2 separate regions of the Hermetia illucens genome follow, and region 2 is linked to region 1. Evidence: chromatin contacts called from public Hi-C data. All regions are on one chromosome and are shown on one strand. The core of a region is the stretch at or near the end of the contact, and the rest is flanking DNA. Distances in the headings are between cores, read along the strand shown.

Region 1 (4,657 bases), core at 889-3,388:
AGAAGCTAATAGCTAATAACCTAAATAATTCAGCGAAGCGAATCTGTGGCAGCAGTGCGTGTTACTCGAGTAGACGGAATCTTGAGCATTTAGAAATGCGCGTATGTATTCTAGTCCATCTAACAAGAAAGTCTTGCCTTAACCACATCAATATAAAGCAACATTGGTCGTGAAAAGACGAAGGAATGAATGAAAACACAACCGGCATAATATTTGGGAATAATTACGAAGTTGACGCTATAGTACAAACATTTTGGGTTTTCTGTTATTTTTGAAGCCCTTTGTGGATGATTTTTTCTGAAGCATTGACTTGTTTGTCATCTTTTACAGATTCTTCTACCACATTATCTCATGTATTGCTCTCCAAGCTGAGGTTCACGTATGTACCATTCACGTACCGTCCTAAACCGCATAGCTTCTGAATTATATTCGGTTATGCGCTGCCTTATACTCCGTCCATTCTTTATCTATAATTGCTTGTACTCCAGTAGGAACTGTGTATACCTCCCGATTGCGAACGGTTATAATAATAAAAACTCGACTGTCACCTCCATAAAAGAATAAGCACCTTTTTCTATCTCAGCAAAGTTTGCATACCAGAAATTATCACTTGAACATATAATCAACTCTTGTGTGACTTACGGCAATGAGTTAGGCCGTGCAGATAACGCAGAGTACACAGAACGTATATCGCCCAGCTATTTTAGTTTATGCGGCCAGAATTTTCTGGAGACCTCTCAACATCCCGCACTTTACTAATGCAAAGTCAAGATCGTTTTTTATTGTTGTCAGTTCTTATGATTACGCCTTTTCGATTCCCTCCCGCCGTTGCACTAACGACGCAATAAATGACGAATATTTGCGCCTAATGGAATTCTCATTTACCTGAATTGTTGGTTGGGCAGCCGTTGATCTTGTATGAGATGTTGAATCCCGACATGTTGTAGGCATCGTCACTGAAAAAGTGCAGCAGCGCCGATCCCGACTTGGCGATGATTTCCGGGACACGCCTTATGTGGAAGTTCTTCCGGTACATGAGACCGCTGGGAAGGAGATAGAAATTCATTAACTCCCCCACAGCACACGGAGAACGGGCTTGAACTCACCTGAAAACCGCCAGCAAGGGCGACTCCACACTGTCGCCGTCGTAAATGTACAAGTGATCCCATCCGCATTCCGTGGCGAATTCCTCCAGGTGCAAGCGGATTCTTGACTGGAACGGCCGGAACTTTGTGGACACGCTGTTGCTGTAATCCCGAGCGTCAATAAGCCAACTACATTTCACGCTCACCGAATAGTTCCCGAAGCCGTCGTGGATAATGCCTTCCGGATCTGTGAGCCTACGGAAAATAGCACGAGTAAACACCCAATGTCACGGTCAATTATCAGAAGGGGGCAAAGTAGCGATTCGGGTTGGAAGCCCGTCAAGAGCATCACTTGCGTAAGGCCCCCGCTAGGCTGTCGAGCCGAAGAGTAAGGCACTTATCAAGCTAATATCGATAAGTTGTTTATAGTGTACGTTGTTATTGTCATTTCTGTGCAAATAGGCCCGGAGCCAGCAATCTACGCTTCCAAGTTTTGTCAAATTATCAGGGGATGGATGCCCGATTCTCGCTACCCTGACTACTGCGCCCTTATCAGCAGACCCTTATCACAAGCAGCCGCTTGGGCCGGGCGAGTTTCCGGGGCGCCCCAGAGCCTACCTGACTTTTCCGCCGCAGTACTGACAGAATGGACCTTGCCAGCCGTCTGGACAAACACAAGATCGATTTTTGCAAATTCCACCGTTCATGCAGGCGGCATCCGACGTGCAGTTGACGGCTTCCGACAGGGCTAATACCGAGGAGAAAACCGCGATAAACAGTAACAGACTGAAAACAGCGATTTTCCGACGATATTTCACATTGAACGGTTTGACGCACATATTTCCTCGCGCAAACATCTTCGTATGTTCAAGCGCTCATTTTTCCGGTGGCATTCAATTTGCTCGTTGCAGCTTACGCGCTAATTCGCCCGAGTTAGCACAGCCTACACATTATTTTCACAAGGAGTAATAATAAATGTCTGCAACGCGAAACTTTCTTCTGAGATTTTTATTTGACACCAGCTGAGAACGACAGACATACACACTCATACTAAGAGGCGGACGGCTCCTCACGTACGTACACAAATATCAGGTTGGGAAAGCGAAGCGTAGAAATGTGGGAATGTTCAATGCACGTTCGAGATTGAAGGGAAAGGGCGCTAAATTCAGTTTGAATTCCGGTGCTTGCATTTTTGACAATCCAATTCCCTGAATTAACTGATGTTTCAGCTTTTAGGTTAGCAAATAAATTAGATTTAATAACGACCTCGTTATCTTGAAGCACGTTCAATCTCCTTCATTAAGTATCTAAATTTCTCATTGAGTTAATATTGATATAAAGTGTTTACAGGATTTGTCTCAACACTACTTTTTTCGCGAAATTATAAATCAAATAAAAGTTTGCTGATGCTCACGGGTGATTTGCATCAGACTTACTGCAAGAAGTGAGTGGTAAATTTTCAACGTTGCCTTTTAGCAAGAAACTTTCCGTTGTGCGATTGAATAACATTATTTAAAAAGTGTGTTCTTTCGAGTTTAAGAAAACCAGTAATTTAGCAGCAATGCACGCTGAGTTGTAAGTCGAAAGTTAATTCAAGTATTAGGAGCGTTGGGAGTCCCCTACCATGCCCTAAGTTGTACAAATCTGCTTCAAATATGCAGGTGATGCTCTACAGGGTCGAAAGTGATAAACGACCTAGGGACAATGAAGGAAACTCAAGCTGTCTAAACATGGCAATGTGAATAACAGAAACGCATTAAGAAGTTTGTACCAAGAGCGAAATAAAATCTTCTATACCAGTATCCGAAATTTTTCCAAACGACGGCTTTGAAATTTCTCCGGCAGGTAGGCGATAAGTTCGGAGGTTTCCAATCAGTTTCCGGTAGAATGGTTCAAAAGAAAAGTTATGTCGAATAAGGAGACTGACGACGATCAACCAGAAAAAACTAGAACTACCATATTTTAGTCAATTTGCTCAATTTGACCGCCGTGTTTTTTCTCATTTAATGTGTAATATTGGTAACTTTTCCATAATTGAGCCCATCATTTATACATGTCAATTAAAAGCTAACATAATGAGGGAACTTTTGTCAACTTTGCAGGTTTGTAAGTTTTTAAAACAGCGTTACGGTGTTGCATTTTGAAAATTATATGGAAAATGGATTTTGAGATTTCTTTAAAGTTTAAACAGTTAAATGTTCGATTGATAATGATCTTTACAATTGAAAAAAATATCCACTTACAAGAGATTTGATGTAGTTTTCGAAAATGGTATCAAATTTGAGATTAAATGATTGAGGGCGTGGATAATTGTGATTTTGTTGAGTACTTGAGACACTATTCACAAAAAACGCTATAACTCAGTAACGGTGGAGACCAATTTCCTCAAACAAATGTACATTATTAGAAACCTATCATCGTGAATGGGACACACTGTTAGTTAGTATTCTTGTAAAAAAGATAAAGCTGAACTCAATAGTCGGGATTACTAATCTCGCTAATGCTAAAATCGCTAAAAATCAAATTAAACTATGCCAACGTTCACAAAGAACTGCGATTAAAAGGCATTCGTTCACCCCTTCCAGACGACAGAAAACCTCTGGCATTAACAAGTTCAAGTTTTCACTATATAGAGTCGGATTAGCATCGGTAGCGGATGCAATAAAACTTGGTCAAACAAAGGTCTTTCTCGATCAAAAGGTTGCTTGGGAAAAGGCCCTAAAATTATGACGATACAAAGTGTCAATATCTGAGCAGTCAACTGCTGTGTCCAAGGTGTGTTAAATGTGCTGGTACTCATCTAATCAAACAATGACCAATGAATATGGAACTTAGCAATAAAGATGAAGGGAACAATGATCCTTCCAATGTATTGGTTGTGGAGAAACCAGCCACCCAGTCAGTTGCTCCAAATGCATTTGAATATTAAATGAGAAAAGGGCGAAAGGGAATCAAGCAAACTTTAAGTCTTTCTCATGTGCCTGTAGTTACGCTTTTCTGCAATATTTGTACTTTCTGGTTGAATTACTGCCTACTTCCCAAAAAACAGAAACAAGAGGCTTATTTACAATTTCCTCCGGAACTTATTCGCAACCAAACTCAAGTTTAAATTCTTAACACTGAAATCGAGCTAATTGATCATGACAAGAGATTAGCTTTAATAGACTTGCCTAACTGAATCAAATATTGACTGTTTAAAGGGGTCATCCTGTGTTTGTTAGACATTTTTTGTGAAGAACTGCATAAAGATATAAATACAATACACCACATATTTAGTAATATCTTGAGCATGCGTAGTAATTTTTTCAGCCCGATAGCATGCTCATTATTGAAGTACAGAACAATTTATACACCCATCTCCAAAAAAAAAGTGTTTTTCTGCTGCCACCCTCAAGGGCGCTGCGGTCATTTTAACAAAAAAAAGTAAATGGCATTTTAACGTACAGACTTAACTACAGTCCGCAAACTAGGATTATTAAAAAATATAAAAAGCTAAATTTTTGGCGGCGTTTTAAACCTTTTTTGTAAATTTTGGTGTTTTTTCACGGCTTCCTCAATGAATAAAAAAAAGC
Region 2 (4,657 bases), core at 885-3,384, 150 kb before region 1:
CCAGCTGGATTTTCCCGGAAAAAGAGTATCACTGTGCGTCAAAATAGAAATTTGGAAACATAATAATGGTAGGCCAGGGTTATCTTGAGATTATTTACTTAGATTAACTGAAACAATTGATCGAAGGCCATCGTCTTGTCAAAGGGGTATTTCTCAAAACATTGCAAAGTTCCAAACTTTCAGTCGAACGGAATTCCTGGCTATCCCTTAATAAAGTTTTATATTCTTTCATTTGTTTGCTCATGGAGGAATGTTGTCCATTCGATTTCTCGATAGTTTCCTACAGCTCTAGGATGTCTCCTTGCACCGCAACTTATTTGCCGATGTTTTTTGTGAAACACGACAGCAAGGGGGCGATGACTTTTCCTGACCTACTGCAAATTTTATTTACTAGATTCTACCCCTTCCTCACAATAGCTTTCCCAATGAACCAAAAAGCAAAAAATACTCGTTTGATAGTGACGAGTACACCACACGTCTCCACCTGTTTAACTGCAAAAAATATCGACCGGAAAAAACAAAACTGTAGTCATTCTTAGACGCACCCTATTGCTAAACCTACTCTGATAACAGGGGTCTCTAAAGCTCAAGGTTTTGGCGGCTACTTAATTAGTTTTGAACCAGAATCAGCGGCGCGCATCAAATAAAACTTTTTTCAAGATCAACCGGAGCAATTAGCATCTCTGCGAGCATTTCCCTTACTTCGTATGAGCTTTGAAGGCATCTCCACGGGGGCGGCGACATAACAACGCCGCGTACGAAAGGACAATCGGAAAGATAAACTGCCCAAAACAAAGATGACTTACCCCGAGCGAAACGAGCTGGCCCACGGCCGCAAACGGCAACCCTTCGCCGCCGCCAGCACCTCGCTCTCGCCGGATAATCAATCGATGCGAAAGCGATCTGTAAAGTGCGAAACTCTTGCGGCGCCCAAAGGACACCGCAAGCAACACCTCAGCTCGCCTTCTTCGCCGTGTCGCAGTCGCGACGGATAAATAGAAGAAAGCCTCGTTAAGTAACACAATGTCAAGCGTATCGACGTCGGGAAAAATTAGGAGGCTCCTCGTCATATTTTTACGTCGGAGCCCGCAGAGAGGAAAAATTCTAATTTTAACCTTCCCTCCGCGCCCCCGGCGGGGAGTGTGTTCCCCAAGAACCGAGTAGAATCGGGACGACACAGTTTGACAGTCGCTACGACGTTCCGACTCCGTTCGACTGGCAGCCCACGGCGGACGGCGGCAACGGAACACGAAACCCACAGAACGCATTCCACTCCGCAATCTCTTTTCTTCTGCGGGGCAAATGTAGGGAAACTTACCATTCATCCGAGGGAAAATGCCACAGGGTCCAGCGAAGCCTCGGCTGGGTCCGGTGGGGCGCGGGCTCCCTGGAGCACCCTGCTTGGATCTGCGGTCGGTCCGGCGACAGTCGCAGGTTCACTCTCGGCTGTTATGTCGCCAATGCAATACACAAAACACTTGCAGCTTAGCCTCGGCTCGGCCGCTCGGCGGACGGTCTTTTCACGCGGGGGATCCTCGCCCTCAACCAACGAACAAACGCTTGAGCCGTGCACGGGTCCGATTTCCTGCCCGGGGTCGCGTCACGCTCCCTGCCCGCAAAATAAACCGTACGAAAAGTCTGAGATGAGATTTCACACGACGGCGACGTCGAAGCGGCAGCTCTAGTAAATTTTTCACGGACCCAGAACTGTCATCGAAACTGACTTCCACTCGACGAGAACGACGACGGCGTTCAAACACATATCTTTCCACCCTCCAGAGACGAATCACGAACGCGGCGCTCGGCGAGCAGATCTTTTCGCCAGGGTACTCGCACCGTCGCCAGCAATTTGAAAACTTGTTACGTCGCGGATTTCTGAACGTTCTGTTCGATTTTTCAACCGCAGCGAAGAGGCGGCGATTTTTTTGATACTTTCATTCACGGGAAAAAGAGCAACTCTCCACACTGGCTACCGAGTCGCGTTTCGATTCGACTGTGGTTCGGTGCAGGCGCCGTTTTCACAGATGTGTGGCAAGTCTACACAACGATACTGAACGCGTCAACTTCGAGTAGGATGCAAATGCTGCTTTTTGAAACTCAAATTATCAATCATTTTGGCAAACTTTCATACTGTACTACACCAATTACGCTTTATACACTTCAGTTTACGATGATCGTTATGTAAAATACATTCCCTCCTCAGCGAGATACCTTGTTGAAAATAACTTGTGTACGCTCAATGACTGAATACAATCAACAGTCGCACGTTCAATGCCCATGCTCCGAATGACATTCCAAACTAAATCTAGAGTACAGCATTGCTTCTTTCGCATGATCTATGAATCAGTTGGCACAGGCGCTAACTGCCTTTTCTTACTCATAACAATTTAAACGGCGCGTTAATATGTTTTTCGTAATTTATCTGTTAAAACTTACTGCGCATGACTAAAATGGGTGGGATCAGGTTCTGAAGTCAATATTTGTATTATAAACCGATTTAACGTTCAAATTGGCATCCCAACGGCAGTTTAGGGCAATAACTTCTAGCGCAGGACCACTGCTCACAAGGCATGCGAAGGGAAAACGATAGCAGTTACTGTTTACACCAGTTGGGTCTTTCTTGACATCGTCCGAAGGGAAAAGTATTGGAGAGGGTGATATACAATAGGATCTCCCCATTTATTGAGGAAGTTTGTGATCCGCTTATTAGTTACAAGTATAGCAAAGACTATGAGAAGTAGGAACATTCACGTAATTGAATATCTATATTGAATTACTGTTTACGCATAAGTGAGTATAAAATATCATTGTTCGCATGTGCGTAACCAAGCTAAATTTTAACTTGAGGGGGTCATCCCGTGTGAAGGCCGTTTTTTTGGCTCTTTTTAGAAATTTTTTGTGAAGAACTGGATAAAGATACAAATCCAAAATTTCACCATACATTTATTAATATCTTGAGTATTCTTAATCATTTGTTCAGGGCAATTTATACACCCATCTCCAGAAAAGGTGGTTTTCTGCTGCCACGCTGGAGGGCGCTGCGATCATTTTAAAGAAAAACAGTAAACGGCATTTTAACGTACAGACTTAACTACAGTCCGCAAACTAGGATTATTAAAAAATATTAAAAACTAAATTTTTGGTGCCGTGTTAAACTTCTTTTTAAATTTTGGTGTTTTTTTACGGCTTCTTAAATGAATAAAAAAAAAACTACTGAATGAATCGCAATTATCCTAGTTTGCCGACCGTAGAAATATGTTCTGAATAAGTCCTGAAAATTTCAAGGAATTTCGTTGGATAGATTTTGAGCTATGGTGGCAGCCGATTTTCAACATGCGGTTTCGTGAAAAACGCATTTAAAAAGTAGAATGCGATTTTTAGCCGTAAAGCCTTAACTGACCAATAATCTGCTATACCTAGTACATAAACCTTAGGTTTCTTGACGAAACACATGTACAGTCTTGCCTTCAATTTTTGTCCATGCCAAAAAAAAAATCGATTCCGCGAATCCGACACATGGGATGACCCCCTTAAGAATAAATTAAGAGTCGATAAATAAACTTAACTAATAAGTCAATCTGATTTCGTTTCCTTTTTGGGATATCGTCATAACTTTCATTCTAACGAATTGCCGGTTGTCCGAATCATTTGCTGACCGGCCGCATGAACGGTCAAAACTGATAGACCAAATTTATCCCATCCTGGCTACGGCCACCGGTCAAATGGACTATTCATGAGTAACTGACAGGCCGAACTGAACGTGGATGGCGGGCTTATGCAGTGTTGTCGGAAGGGAAAAAATATGGTATCGAAAAATGTGAGAGAAAAGTACGAAGTGGTATCTTTATATGAGCGTACTTAGGTCTGAGTAAAAAACATGTCGGGAAACCGGAAGCTGGACGCTTCAAGTATAAGAGGTTTTGTGTTTCCCTATGTGAGGAACTTTGAGTGCGTGACAGTTCCACGGGTACATAGTTAAATATTCAACTGTGCGCTATCTTTTAAAGATCCATTTATAAAAAAAAAATCATCTTGAAAGCACTGCATTTATAATAGTCAACCTTATAGCCTTGGCACTAGGAATATTTATATTATTCACATTCTCACAAAGTGACTAACTTAACCTACACTAGATCCCAAAAATAGTGGGGAGAAGTAGATTCTTCATGAATGGAATTTTAATATTTCACTCGTTAATTCGCACAAAAATTGATAAGTTTTAACTGCTATAATTTTGACACTAATAGCCGGATTTCGACAAAAATTGGACATTCGTATGCGCGATACTGTCATCTATGATCGTGCATCCTGCATGAACTTAAGGGGCATTTTTCAATCAATTTGCAAAAGTTGACAATATATTATTAGTAAGCTTGTTTGAGCAGATATCAGAATGGGGCATATTTTGAGGCTTAGATTCCATATAAGCGTTTTACCCAAAAAAACCCCCATTAAAAAACTTTAAAAAGGGCTGGAGACAAGTGGAGTCTTCACAAATGGGACTTGAATATTTCATGCTATTGTCAATTATGAACTCATTTGCATGACTTCAGTTGGAGAAATTTCGTGGAAAATTGGTAAGTTTGAACCGCTATAACTTTTGCGCTAGTGAGCGGTTTTGCGAGACAATGTCTTCTATGCTGATGTCAAATTTGGT

The links. Hi-C and Micro-C count contacts between places; a contact is called where the count stands out from the background.
Region 2: a contact with region 1 is called in a Hi-C map of an unstated tissue, with 5 times the contacts expected there. The contact joins the promoter of LOC119653191 here to the promoter of LOC119653262 in region 1. A contact is called at or near these places in 2 of 2 Hi-C or Micro-C datasets (an unstated tissue and whole body).

What each region holds. Positions count from the first base shown.
Region 1 is chr3:88,433,672-88,438,328 of iHerIll2.2.curated.20191125, reverse strand. LOC119653262 (attractin-like protein 1) reads right to left here and starts at 2,138. Exons shown (of 10, transcript XR_005249666.1): 1 at 1,704-2,138; 2 at 1,107-1,340; 3 at 886-1,043. LOC119651577 reads left to right here and starts at 2,276. Exons shown (of 2, transcript XM_038055215.1): 1 at 2,276-2,529.
Region 2 is chr3:88,583,060-88,587,716 of iHerIll2.2.curated.20191125, reverse strand. It overlaps LOC119653191 (serine/threonine-protein phosphatase 2A 56 kDa regulatory subunit epsilon isoform), which reads right to left and starts at 2,134. Exons shown (of 8, transcript XM_038057749.1): 1 at 1,319-2,134.